Linked DNA regions of Sus scrofa: all the other regions are linked to region 2. A link is a contact called in public HiChIP or PLAC-seq and promoter capture Hi-C data. All regions are on one chromosome and are shown on one strand. The core of a region is the stretch at or near the end of the contact, and the rest is flanking DNA. Distances in the headings are between cores, read along the strand shown.

What was found. Promoter capture Hi-C pulls out the DNA fragments that hold promoters and counts their contacts. HiChIP or PLAC-seq counts read pairs in DNA pulled down with a chosen protein or histone mark.
Region 1: a contact with region 2 is called in a promoter capture Hi-C map of fetal liver, with 10 times the contacts expected there. The contact joins the enhancer-like site here to the promoter of ARRDC3 in region 2. A contact is called at or near these places in 2 of 5 promoter capture datasets (fetal liver and fetal skeletal muscle), 10 of 47 Hi-C or Micro-C datasets (adipocytes, embryonic fibroblasts, fibroblasts and 4 more) and 1 of 2 datasets of contacts at active chromatin or transcription factors (skeletal muscle).
Region 3: a contact with region 2 is called in an H3K27ac HiChIP or PLAC-seq map of alveolar macrophages. The contact joins the enhancer-like site here to the promoter of ARRDC3 in region 2. A contact is called at or near these places in 1 of 5 promoter capture datasets (fetal skeletal muscle), 7 of 47 Hi-C or Micro-C datasets (brain, embryonic fibroblasts, mesenteric adipose tissue and 4 more) and 2 of 2 datasets of contacts at active chromatin or transcription factors (alveolar macrophages and skeletal muscle).

The regions. Positions count from the first base shown.
Region 1 is chr2:97,997,272-98,001,138 of Sscrofa11.1, reverse strand. ADGRV1 (G-protein coupled receptor 98) reads right to left here. Exons shown (of 91, transcript XM_021085372.1): 84 at 3,649-3,749. Among named protein-coding and RNA genes, the nearest start is that of LYSMD3, 300 kb to the right of the region's middle. Within about 2 kb of position 1,603, at least 12 of the 83 cell types and tissues checked have an H3K27ac peak or open chromatin away from gene starts, as enhancers often do. A contact at or near this core is called in fetal liver, liver and mesenteric adipose tissue, where this site is marked.
Region 2 is chr2:98,442,700-98,446,506 of Sscrofa11.1, reverse strand. It overlaps ARRDC3 (arrestin domain-containing protein 3), which reads left to right and starts at 1,797. Exons shown (of 8, transcript XM_003123783.6): 1 at 1,797-2,355. The coding sequence starts at 2,076.
Region 3 is chr2:98,069,553-98,073,453 of Sscrofa11.1, reverse strand. All of the region lies in intron 84 of ADGRV1 (G-protein coupled receptor 98), which reads right to left. Among named protein-coding and RNA genes, the nearest start is that of LYSMD3, 370 kb to the right of the region's middle. Within about 2 kb of position 1,468, at least 19 of the 83 cell types and tissues checked have an H3K27ac peak or open chromatin away from gene starts, as enhancers often do. A contact at or near this core is called in alveolar macrophages, where this site is marked.

The sequences.
Region 1 (3,867 bases), core at 354-2,853, 450 kb after region 2:
CCAGAAGTAATCAGCATTGAAGAGGTCACAGCTTCTGGCTTCAGTCACGTGCAGCCAATAATTCTGAGTCTCAGTGATGCTAGATATTCAGAGTTAAAATGATATAAACTGCAGATTAAAGCAGAATTTATTGGCAGGAGTATCTGAGCAGGATCTTACCTGGGAAACAAACGGATATTGCAAAATGACATCCCAAAACATTACAGAATGAGGAAACTGGACAAGTCACTGCCTGTCCAACTTTTGCTGAATTCCAGAGAACAGTCCTCTGAATTTTAAGGCAATTTCCTCGTCCCTTCTTAAGGAGAAGGCCTATGAAAGCTAAAACTTCTGCACATCCAGCAGCCACCGAAAATTCATATTTAAGTATTTCAAATTCTCAGATATTCAGTGTCATTTCATATAATATTTTTACATACATTTTTTTTCTAGACTACTTTGCTCTTCAGTTTCAGAAAATGTGTTTAAGCCATGCAAACAAACAAACAAAGAGGAAAAAACCCCAAACATTTTCATCAGGTTAAGTTTACTAATCAGAGTAAATGCAGTTGTCTTATCATAATATTTTCTATGAAGAAATTTCTGTTCTTTTTTTTTTTTTTAAGATTTGGAGAGTTGCTTTTTCAGACAGAACCCCAGAACTGAGAACCCTGAACTGCAAACTTGTCCTTTGTCCTAGTTGTTTACCAACCTTATCAGGGCACACATGGGTTGGTAATGTGATTCTAAGATAAAAATTCCAAAGATATAATTAGATGTTTTTCTGAGAAATATCACCCAATGCCATGAAAATTTGTTTGCTGTTTTTCACTTCATACTTGAAGATAATGGGCTCACAATTTCTTGCCATTTAATCATTTTCTTTTAGATAAGTGAGAAACATTAACTTGGCACTGAAGAAAATTACATACTTAAAAAATATAAACAATACTGAAAATACAGATCTTATCTCAAAACCTCTGAGGCATTTCAATAAGCATATTTTCTATAACAACACACTTTTTAAAGCTTATAACAACATAAATATCATGAAAATAATGTTATACCCCTGAATTTAACTACAAATGATAAATGATAGAAAGATCTATTCAAACCAGTGATACACAAGCTTTCTTTCAGAGCCTGACAGACTCAGTTCAATTCTGAAGAAAGTAGATAAAAACAGAAAGGTAGAAAATCACAAATGCATACTTGCTAAGCTGAAGAAGAATACTTTCTAGCCCAGTGACATGAGCACTGTGGAAACATCTCAAGTTTTCTACTGAACTCCATCTTTGCTAGAGACTAAAAAACTGGTTTTGAAAAAAACAAAAAACCCCAAAAATCTTTACTGCCACCTGCTGGTAGTTTATGGTCAATGGTTCTCAAAGATGCTTGAATGACATAAATTCCAGATTAAAGCAGGATCTTTTGCCTTTTAAAGCAAGAATATTAGATACAATACATATTTCTAGCTGTAGACAAAGCCTACCACACTTTCCTGATGATCATGGCCTCCCTCACTGACACATGGCCTGGAAAGGAAGTCAGAGACCATCACATTTCCATTCTTCCCTTTCCCACGAAAGTCACTCAGCTTAGTTCTAGGTCAGTAATAAAGATTTGAAACCAAATGGTCTTGGCAGACCTGTCCACAGAGTATTCACAACTCAAACGCTTGAGGTCAGCTAGAGAAATGTCATGCTCCTAGCCAAAAAACTACAGCCCAAACTATTTTTTAAGGCTTCTCGAGAGGAAACAAACTCAGTGTTGATGAAAGGATCCCAGATGAGAGATCCGAGATGAACTGGCAAGATTTTGTAACTGGAGATATAAACATGATTTTTAAATTCAGAAATGAAAGGGTGGGCCCAGGTTCCCATGGGCAGCTTCATTTCTTTTTTTGGAGAGTCTAAGAATTTTAAAAACACTTTGCCAAACAATTTTAAGGGAAAAAAATATTCTCTTTAATTTAGAAAATATTTAAAAATCCAAGCAGATAGGTAAAATATTGAGGAAACAGTACTTTTTGTCAACAACCTATCAACAATTCTTCCTGCCAAAAATAATCTATGGAAGTTATTGTTTAGTTATTTCATGTCCCAAGTCATACCTTATAGGATTTTTCATGCCACACTGCTTCATTTATTCTAAAAATATACTGAAAAACATGGATTTGACTAACCATCTTCTCCAAAATTAATGTTAAGTGCAATGTGAATCAGAAGTCCCAAGATATAAATCCTGAGTCTTTTTTTCACATCCCTAGACATGAGCAAATTTGTCTGCTAGGACACTGAAGAGTTGTCTGTAATTCTATGGTTCTATAATTAAGACTTGTACAAACTCTGCTGCCAAAAAATCACCAGAGTGGGTGGTGAATACAGCCAAGTAAACTCTAATTATGGAAGGCGGGTTTTCTACGATCTTAAATACAAGAAGCAAAGGCAAGATCAGACAGTGAAGATAGTTACCAAGGCAATATAAATAGCCTTGTCAAACTCAGTGTAAGCCCTCTTTGGTAACAGCTGTTACCTCTCATAGTTATAGGTACTTGAAAAGCACAATCTGAGATCTTCTACTTAGAATTCAGCACTTAATTGTTCCCTAAAAAACAGAGTTATAAGATTTACACATGTCATTTTCACTCCTGGGACCAAAAAAGGCAAGAGAAAGTCCAACGTCACAGATGATTTTCCATTCCATTACACTAGTGCCTCCACTAGTATTATTTTTAAAAAGTTCTATTTGGAGTTCAGTAAAATGCTGTTAGCAAGCTAAAATGTGCACAAGTGTACAGCACAACACATTTATGTAAAGTGATTTTTCCTGTTTGCTTGTATAGACATCTTATGCCTCTCTCATTCTTAATCAACAACCTGCATGAACTTCTCATTCAAGTGCCACCCTACATATCATCTCCTCCATGAAGACTTCCTTGACTTTCACAGAAAAAAATACGTCCTCATTTTATTCACAAATAGTCTATGTTTACCCTTATCCACTTACCACACAGCATTAGAGTGATTTGTATGTACATCTATTTACCTAGACTGTGAGTACGTTATAGACAGAAAGGGCAGTTGATTTCATCTTTTGATCTGCCTTCTGGGCTTTAAACTGAATGCTTTAAAGTGCATGCTAAAGAATGACTCAATATTTTTCACACTATTTCTTCTGCCAGACACAATTCTTCAAAAAAGATTGTTCAACCAAACTGTGTTCTGTAATATTAACTGAAACAAAACATTATCCAGAGATCTTAAAGTATGTGTTATTTTAATGCCCCTCATATAAAGGATCTGTAACAATATATTTTATTTAAACAGATTAAATAAAAAATTTTAATATATACATACACATATTAGTAATATATTTCACATAGATGTGTTGATAATAGGATGCTTCATGGTAAGAAGCAGCCATTTTCTTATAAGTGGTAATATTAAGGTATTTTCTGTAGAAAAAAGTTCACGAAATATACTGTTTAGATCTGATACTCAGCTTTCCTCTTAACTGCTCTCCTTCCCCATCCTCCTCCACCTCAAAATTAAACAAGCTTATTTCAACTGAGCTGAAATTAAACTTTACTTACACATTCAGTTCAAGGATCACAGAGGAAAAAACACAAACATCTCATGAAAGTAGGAAAACCCAGAGCTCTCCTACCTGGGTACCTAAGCTGGCTGCCATCATGTGAGTCAGAAGTTTAGCCGCAAACATGGAATACCTGGCACAGAAGATGTGGGAAAGCACAGCCAGACAGAGACCTGCAGGAACAAAAAAGTCCATATGTGGTTTTACAATCCAGGAACAGGCAGGAGCACAGTGAAAATCTGTGGAAAAAGTAAGCATGTAAGGCCTGAAGCCGGCCTCTGCTGCAGAGCA
Region 2 (3,807 bases), core at 548-3,047:
TATATGTCACCTTAACGTCAAACACTTTAACAAATTCACCACTTTTACCACTAGGTGGCGAAAAACCCCAAATAGTATCGGTTATTGAAGCTTGTACTTGAACTAGAATAGCCAAGCACTTGACAACTAGAACAGCCACCAGGTGTCAACCAAGAGGGGAGGGGAGTCTATTCCTTCCACTCTGATTCATAGTTTTAAACACAACCATCTAAGCTCCATCAAGAGATAAATATCCTGCCAATTAACTGTCTAAATAGTCTGCATATTTATAATCTGTATAAAGCTCTTGACTCCAAGATACTGCCTTTTCAACTAAGATCCAACTAAATAAAATTTAGTTTCTCCCCCCTCCCAAAAAACAAACAAACCCAGCAAGACCAATGAGCTTAGTGTGCTGTGACACACTGGTTCAACCTACCCAAATATACTGCACAAAGAAACTAAAATGGCTTAGACATGGACAGCCAAAAATCTTCCAAAGTGTATTTGCTTATATATATATATATATACACACACGCACACACACACACATACAGTTCCAGAGTACTATTTTTTCTTCCTATATTTCTCTTCTATAAGCAATTTTGTTGAATGCAAAAAATCTATATAGGTTTATGCTGTTATGCCTTGAATCCCAGTGATTTTTATGAAAGCATTGTTATTTGCTATCAAAACGTTCACAATAAAGAGACAAATGTATCTGTCCTTAAGATAGATGTATTATGAGAATTACTGGGTTGAACAGTCCAAGGCTGAAAGTTAAAATTAAAACTTTACAGAATTAAGCCCTATTTATATAACAAATTCTCTCTTAAAGAACCATCTTCTGCGCCTCACTAACTTCTAACAAAAATTTTTCAATCCTGTTGTAAACATTACGTCAGCTAAAACGCAGTGATGCAGCCTTTTATAAGGTAGTACTTTTTAGGCCGAACTCTATTCTTAATCCTTTGGACACAGGAGTTGTAATCATGTCATACCCTGCAAATCTAGCTGTAGGTGGTATCTCAAAAAAGGACTTTTTTCTTTCTTCGAGGAAGTGGTCAAACCTTTTTTCCCCTGATGTCATCATGCAAACAACCTGGTTGCTTTTCATTGCTATCGAATTAAGAGAAGAGAAAGCAAAACATACTGAGTACATTTTTTTGCTTCTCTTCCTTGCTCCGTGTAGTATTCTCTTTTAGTCTGGATTTGGCCTCCACAGAGCTCATTTCTTCACTGCCTACAAAGCACTGGTTTAAATAAACAAACAAACAGTGCAGGCCAAGAATGCTCTTGTCCGTGAATATCATTGCTTCTCTAGTTTTTATTACATTTTCTTTTGAAATTCATTAGATTATGCTCAGCAGCCCTTGCCCAACCGGTTTCTTCCCTTCCCCCATCTCTCTACACACATCACTTTTGCTTCCTTCCCTCCGGGGAATGGGCAAACCCCTACAGCGCCGGTAACGCACTCTCCCGGCTTGGTCACTCATCAGTTTGTCTTTACTTGGCTTTGCAAACAGTTCCCCACCCAACCTTGTCCCCCAGTGCCCCCTCGGCCATTATCTTTCTGCCGGAGTATGCTCGATAAGGGACTCCAGATAGCACGTCGAGGGTTTACGGTAGCCTGCCTACCAATAGGAACCCACAATGAAGAGAAGTCAGGTTCGGCCTCCCGGCAGCCCCACTGCCGTCTTCCTTGGTTGTACACCTACTGTACCCGCGAGCGAGCGAGCCAGGGAGCGAGCCCGGCGCGGGAGGGGGCGCGCAGGGAGGGCGACAGCAGCCGCGGCGTGCGCATGCGCCCTGGGGTTGTTTTTCACAAAGCTGCTCTTAAAGTGAGCTGGCAGGTTCCAGCCGCCCGTCTTTGTAAGGAGACCACTGAGACTAGCAGGAGCGAGGAGCAGCAGCCTCTCTGCTGCCTTGACTTTTTAAGAAATCTCAATGAACTGTTTGTAAAGAATCACTGATCCTGCCTGTAAGCTTTTTGCACGGCAAAGACATCGATCAGTGTTAAGTGAAGATCACATTTTATATGTGTTCTTGACTTTTTTTTGTCTTACATTATATTTTTTATAGATTTTGTTACAAACATGGTGCTGGGAAAGGTAAAGAGTTTGACAATAAGCTTTGACTGTCTTAATGACAGCAATGTCCCTGTGTATTCCAGTGGGGATACAGTCTCAGGAAGGGTGAATTTAGAAGTTACTGGGGAAATCAGAGTAAAATCTCTTAAAATTCATGCAAGAGGACATGCGAAAGTACGCTGGACCGAATCGAGAAACGCCGGCTCCAATACTGCCTACACACAGAATTACACTGAAGAAGTAGAATATTTCAATCATAAAGACATCTTAATTGGACACGAAAGAGGTAAGTTTTTACATTATTCAGAAATTATTACACCTATTTTCTTTGGGAAAGTATCTGTTCAATTTCTCTGAATTAATGTAATGTTACTCCTAGCATAAAATATAGCAGTTTGATAAATGTTAGCAAAGTTAGCCAAGATTTGAATTCTCCTTGACTTTCATCGTGTGTTAAGCCATAATGCATGCAGGCATCTGCAAAGTGACTGCAAACTGCACTTATTCAACTACCTCTATACCCGGCTTGATCTGTGCCATACGCGCTTGCAGTCTATTTCCACCTTATAAATTCTGCTTAAATCCGAGGCAGTAATTTTACTGATACGTTTTCAAATGAATTGCTAAAAGCTGCAGTCCAATATTAGATTTTTTCCTTGTTCTGTGGAACCTTAGATCTTAAAAATTAAGCCTCAATGAAGAAATGAAATAACATTTTTAAGTGGGTTAATGGGTGTACTTCATTTTTAATATTGACACTCAAAGACTTTAGAGAATTGATTGTTGTTCTTTGATAAAGGGTTTCTGTGGCTTATTTTGACATATGGTATGAACACCCCACGTGTTTTTTCCCTATTCTTTCCAGTTCCTTTAGAAATTTACATCAAGCCTTCTCTATTTTAAAGGACAATACCAATCATTATGATATGTTTCAAATCGGTTTTAGAAGCCATTTAAAGTCAATTTTTTTTTTTCTGAGCATCATGCCTAACTTTGGAACTGCATTCAATGAAACCTAAGCCAGTCAAAAGGAATTGAAAAGTATTCGGCTCATTTGGATTTGATTTTTGGTTATAAAAGGGAGATAAAGGGTTGTCAAAGGGAGAAGGGGTCCTGAGATTTCCAATCTATTGTTTAAATGGTCACATTGTGGAAATATAGGAGACTCTAAGCTTGTTTTTCTAAGTTTCCACCCTTTGTTAGAAGCGGTTCAATCCTGTTTCGGACCAGTTCTAGGGGGTGGTGAGGAGGGGCGCTTGTTCTGCTCTCAGCAGATTGGTTACACGCGTCAGGTGGTGGGGATGACTTAATTCCTAGCCCAAGAAGAATATAATGTTAAAACTGGTTATGTAATTTTGTGCTTCTCCTTTTTAATGCAGTATTTAGTTCTAATGTTGGCCATTTCTCGAAGAGTAGAGCACATTTTTACCTCTTTTTTTATACTAAAAAATACCCATCCATGAGGAAGTGCTAATTGAACTAAGGCAAGTGCAGAAATGTAGGGGTGCTTTGAGTTACAGCATCTTAATGCATTATTTTAACAAATTTTAAGATGAAATCTGTTTTGTTGGGTTTTAACTTGCACATAGGTCATTTGCATCCTGAAATAATTTCTAGTTAATATCTCCAACCATTGACACCGCTTAGAAATGCAGCTGCTTAATGACAGTCCTGGTGTTTGTTGAACAGCACACACACGAGTTTGTATTTGAACCTTCCTGGACTGGCAGCTTTTTAT
Region 3 (3,901 bases), core at 219-2,718, 370 kb after region 2:
TTATATAGGGTTGTCCTAAATATCTCTGCTCTCTAAGGACTCAGCAGTTATAATACTCATGGGTAGTTTCACAGAATGTTTGATGAATGAATGGTATCAATGAGTCATCACTGAAGAAAGGTTGGCTCGTTAATAATTCTAATTATTCACACTTTTGGATTAGATTAGCTAGGCTTTTGGCTTTACCATCTTACTTCTAGACAATGCGTTACTTGATGGATAGCTACCAAAAAGTGGGGAGAATAAAGAAGGGTAGGATTTTCTTGTGACTGCTCTAACATAAGGCTTTACGAGAAGACTGAAATCAATGGCCAAAGTGAGGTTATTAGGATTTTTGTGATCACAGTTACCATGGAAAATTAGAAATCAATTGCATCATCATATGTTAATTTCCAAAATCATTATAACACTATGAGTTAATCATGGATGGCTTCTACTCAATGAAATGTCAAGTTAGCTCTGGGTTTTATTTCACATGCACCTGAATTTAGACTATCCTGGTTCTGCATGTGAGTTGGCCTTGAAGTTGAATTTTTAAATTCCTAAGATATCTATGTGGCTAAGAATCTGGGTTAGACTGTTCTCCCAGTTCTGTCTCCAGTCTCTGCATTTTCCGTTAGGGGACCAGGTTGGCAGTGACTCCTGGGTGAAAACCATCTAGCAGGTTTTAAATGGTTTTGGATTGCCGCCTAGCAGTAGTAAAACCAAAATTAATGAGACAGAACTGATTTGAGAATGATGAGTTTGAAATATACCAGAAGCCCCATATCCACACTCTTGCCCACCCAATTTAACTCATTCCTGAAGGTCATTCTCATTTTAAAAAATAGCTATTTATGTTAGGTTCACAGGACTGATCATTTACTATTAACCAATTTCATTTCCTTTACTTAAGAAAATCTTTAGTGACTGTAATCCTCACGGAGGATTATAAGTGATTTCCTGTCTCTGTTGATTTAGAGCAAATGGGCATCCCTAATGCACATCTTACAATATGGTGATTAGACTTCCCTGTGAAGCAAAGTTTCATTTGCTTTTGATGGTGATATCTGCTTACAACATTTAAAAGAAGTGTTTTCACTCGGCACAATCTTCCTAGGAACTCTCCAGAAGTAGATTTTGTTTATACTTTGTTTTTATTTTTTTCTTAGGAAATGTTCAACACTAAGGATTAGGTTTTATCAGTATTCATACTCTACTCTAAACACAGGGAAGAAAAGGGCAAATCTCAGGCCAGGAAAATATAGAAAATGCTGCTGTAGCACAAATAGCTATTTCTGTGTTTCTTTCACAGATAAATAAGAATTTTGTGAGAACATTATGCCCATAACCACACATTCAAATGAGATCTTCTAAATGGCCTTTACAGTGAATCTCTGAAATCAGGCACTGGCTGAACATAATTCCCCTTCTGAGGGCTCCTCCTCTTGAGAGTCCCACCTCTCTCTCCCTGTCATTACTAACTAGTGCCGGATCAAACTGGCTGGCTCCAGTCTATGCAGCATTCTTCCCCTTTCTCTGGGCTTTTGTTTGAGTTAGAACAGAGCATGGCTTTTTGCTTCCATGCAGCTTGTGCAATTAACCCACAAAGCGAAAAACATCACTGAATAACCTACGAATGTCTTCATTATCTAGAAAGACAGTATTAATCTAAGGCAAATATAACAGCATGTTTACTATTTACTATCACATGTATTTGGATTTCATCTATTCTCCTGGTTCTGGTAGTTAAACAGCTTTTAATACTCGGCTAATCATAAGTCATCCTATATAACTGTTCTATTTGCTTGGTTATGAAGTCCTACAGAAATATTTATATGAAGAATTTGTAAGGAATCCAAGGAAAGGATATTCAAATATTCTAACTTTTTCTGTTTTTGCACTGGGCAGACAGGAAGAGTAAACAGAACAGTTCTGAATCATGCAATAAAGGGAAAACTGGAAAATGTCACTGATACAGTGGCATTATTTTAAGCAATGCACTGGTTTTAGAATCAATTATGTGAAGCACTGACTATGTCCTTTCTGTCACAATACCTGTGGGAAGGAAACTATTTCAATGCAATTTTTGTTTTTAGAATACGTATATGTCATTATCCAAATTCAAAGGAAATAAAAGCAATTTAAAGCATAGAAATGTTATCTTCTGATAAAATAAAAATTAGCATTATTTAGTTACACCAAACAGCTGCCATCCCACATTAACTGCACCTTCCCTTCTAGTGCTGAGAATTAATACACCAGCCTGTTTTCAGTGGAGTTCGGGCCTCAGGCTCCTGGATTCCTAGGCCTGTGCATGACTGTGCATGTGTGCTGTGGGAGGAAGAGGAAGAGCAGAGAAAAGATGAGAGCAATATGATAGAGTCAATGATTCTTTCCATCAAGGCTTTAGAACTCCCTTAGATGCTAACAGACACTTGACAAATCTAAGGGGATCTACCAAACTAAACCCGCTGAGAGAACTGGCCTTTGCCTAATGGCACGCATCACACAAGAGAAAGTGAACGTTTACCTGCACACGTTTTGTTTGGCCTATACAGTGTTCTTAATGATATGAGTGTGAATGCCCCTAGGCAGGGCTTAAACTCCTGTGTCCTCACTGTCACATTCCCCATTGCCTTGTATTTGTCTTCATTTGTGTGACTGGCCTCTGAAGGCCTTAGAGTTTGTGACGCCACTCCAGAAGCTAAGAAGAGTCTTATGATCCAGCAACTCTACTGACCACATCCTAAAGCCTGCCTCCAAGTTCCTGACACATATTTTCCTCTCTACTTCGGGAATTTTGTCTCAGAAGCAAATATAAGAGACATGGCAGTGTATATAAAATCTTCATCTGTCTGTCCCCAGTGTACATGATTACAATTAAACAGAGCATTGTACTGAAACTCAGTCAACTCACCTGTGTGTCATCCCTTTGCCATCGATGGACAAACTTAGAATAAGAAGTAACATCATTAAAACCATGGATGACTCATAAATTCAGAGTAAGTGCTAACTAAATGTGGCCTTTTGAATTATCTTGGATTGTTAAAGAAATGCAGAAAATGATACAAATAATGTGTATATTTTCCCTTTGTGGATATGTCTGAATGCTGAGTGTGCTTCTATGTGTCACAAAATAAGAGCAATTCATATTTTGGAAGGATGGGATCAGAGTTACATCCAAGTCCTTACAACGTGGAGGAGGGTGCAGGGTGGTAGATTCTTAGCATCTCGCTCATCTGCAATAAATGCTAGGAGCTGTTTACACAAACAGTTCTTAAGAGAAAAAAGTCAACAATGGAATTTTGAAGGCCTAAAAAAAAAAAAAGAATATCAAGTTGTACATTTGGGAAGTATGTTATTCCTGAATGGCATGAGGGGAGGAGAGAATGACAGGATCTCTTGCCTCTCCTGGGAAACGCTAAAACAATATCAGTGTTAAAGGATAAGATAAATGTGTCCAATTTCTCTTAAGCTCTCCAAGAAAGCATTACTGTCTGCTTTTCATGAGGCCATACAGAAATGGTCTAATTTGCAGGGCTTCTGTAAGTATCACATTAGAAGTTAGAATGAGAAAGTGCTTAAAAAAATTTAGAAATCACTACTCAAATGTTAGCTGTTATGACTATTTCCCAAAAAAAAGAAGTGTGTGTGGGGGAAACAGCTATTATTCCCCCTGTAGAGCACAGTAGCTAAATTTCCACTGAAAAGTTGTTTATTAGTTCCAAATATTATTCCTAAGTGAACAAGAAAGTTTTTTTCTCTAAATTATCATTTTCTTCCACACGTACTTTCATAGTACTTTATATCCTTGTCCTTTAAAGCATTTCATTCCCAATAACATTAATACACAATATCTCCACAAGGCAGGAAGAAATGCAAATTGCATGGAAAGTAAGCAGTGAGCCCAGAATGGAAT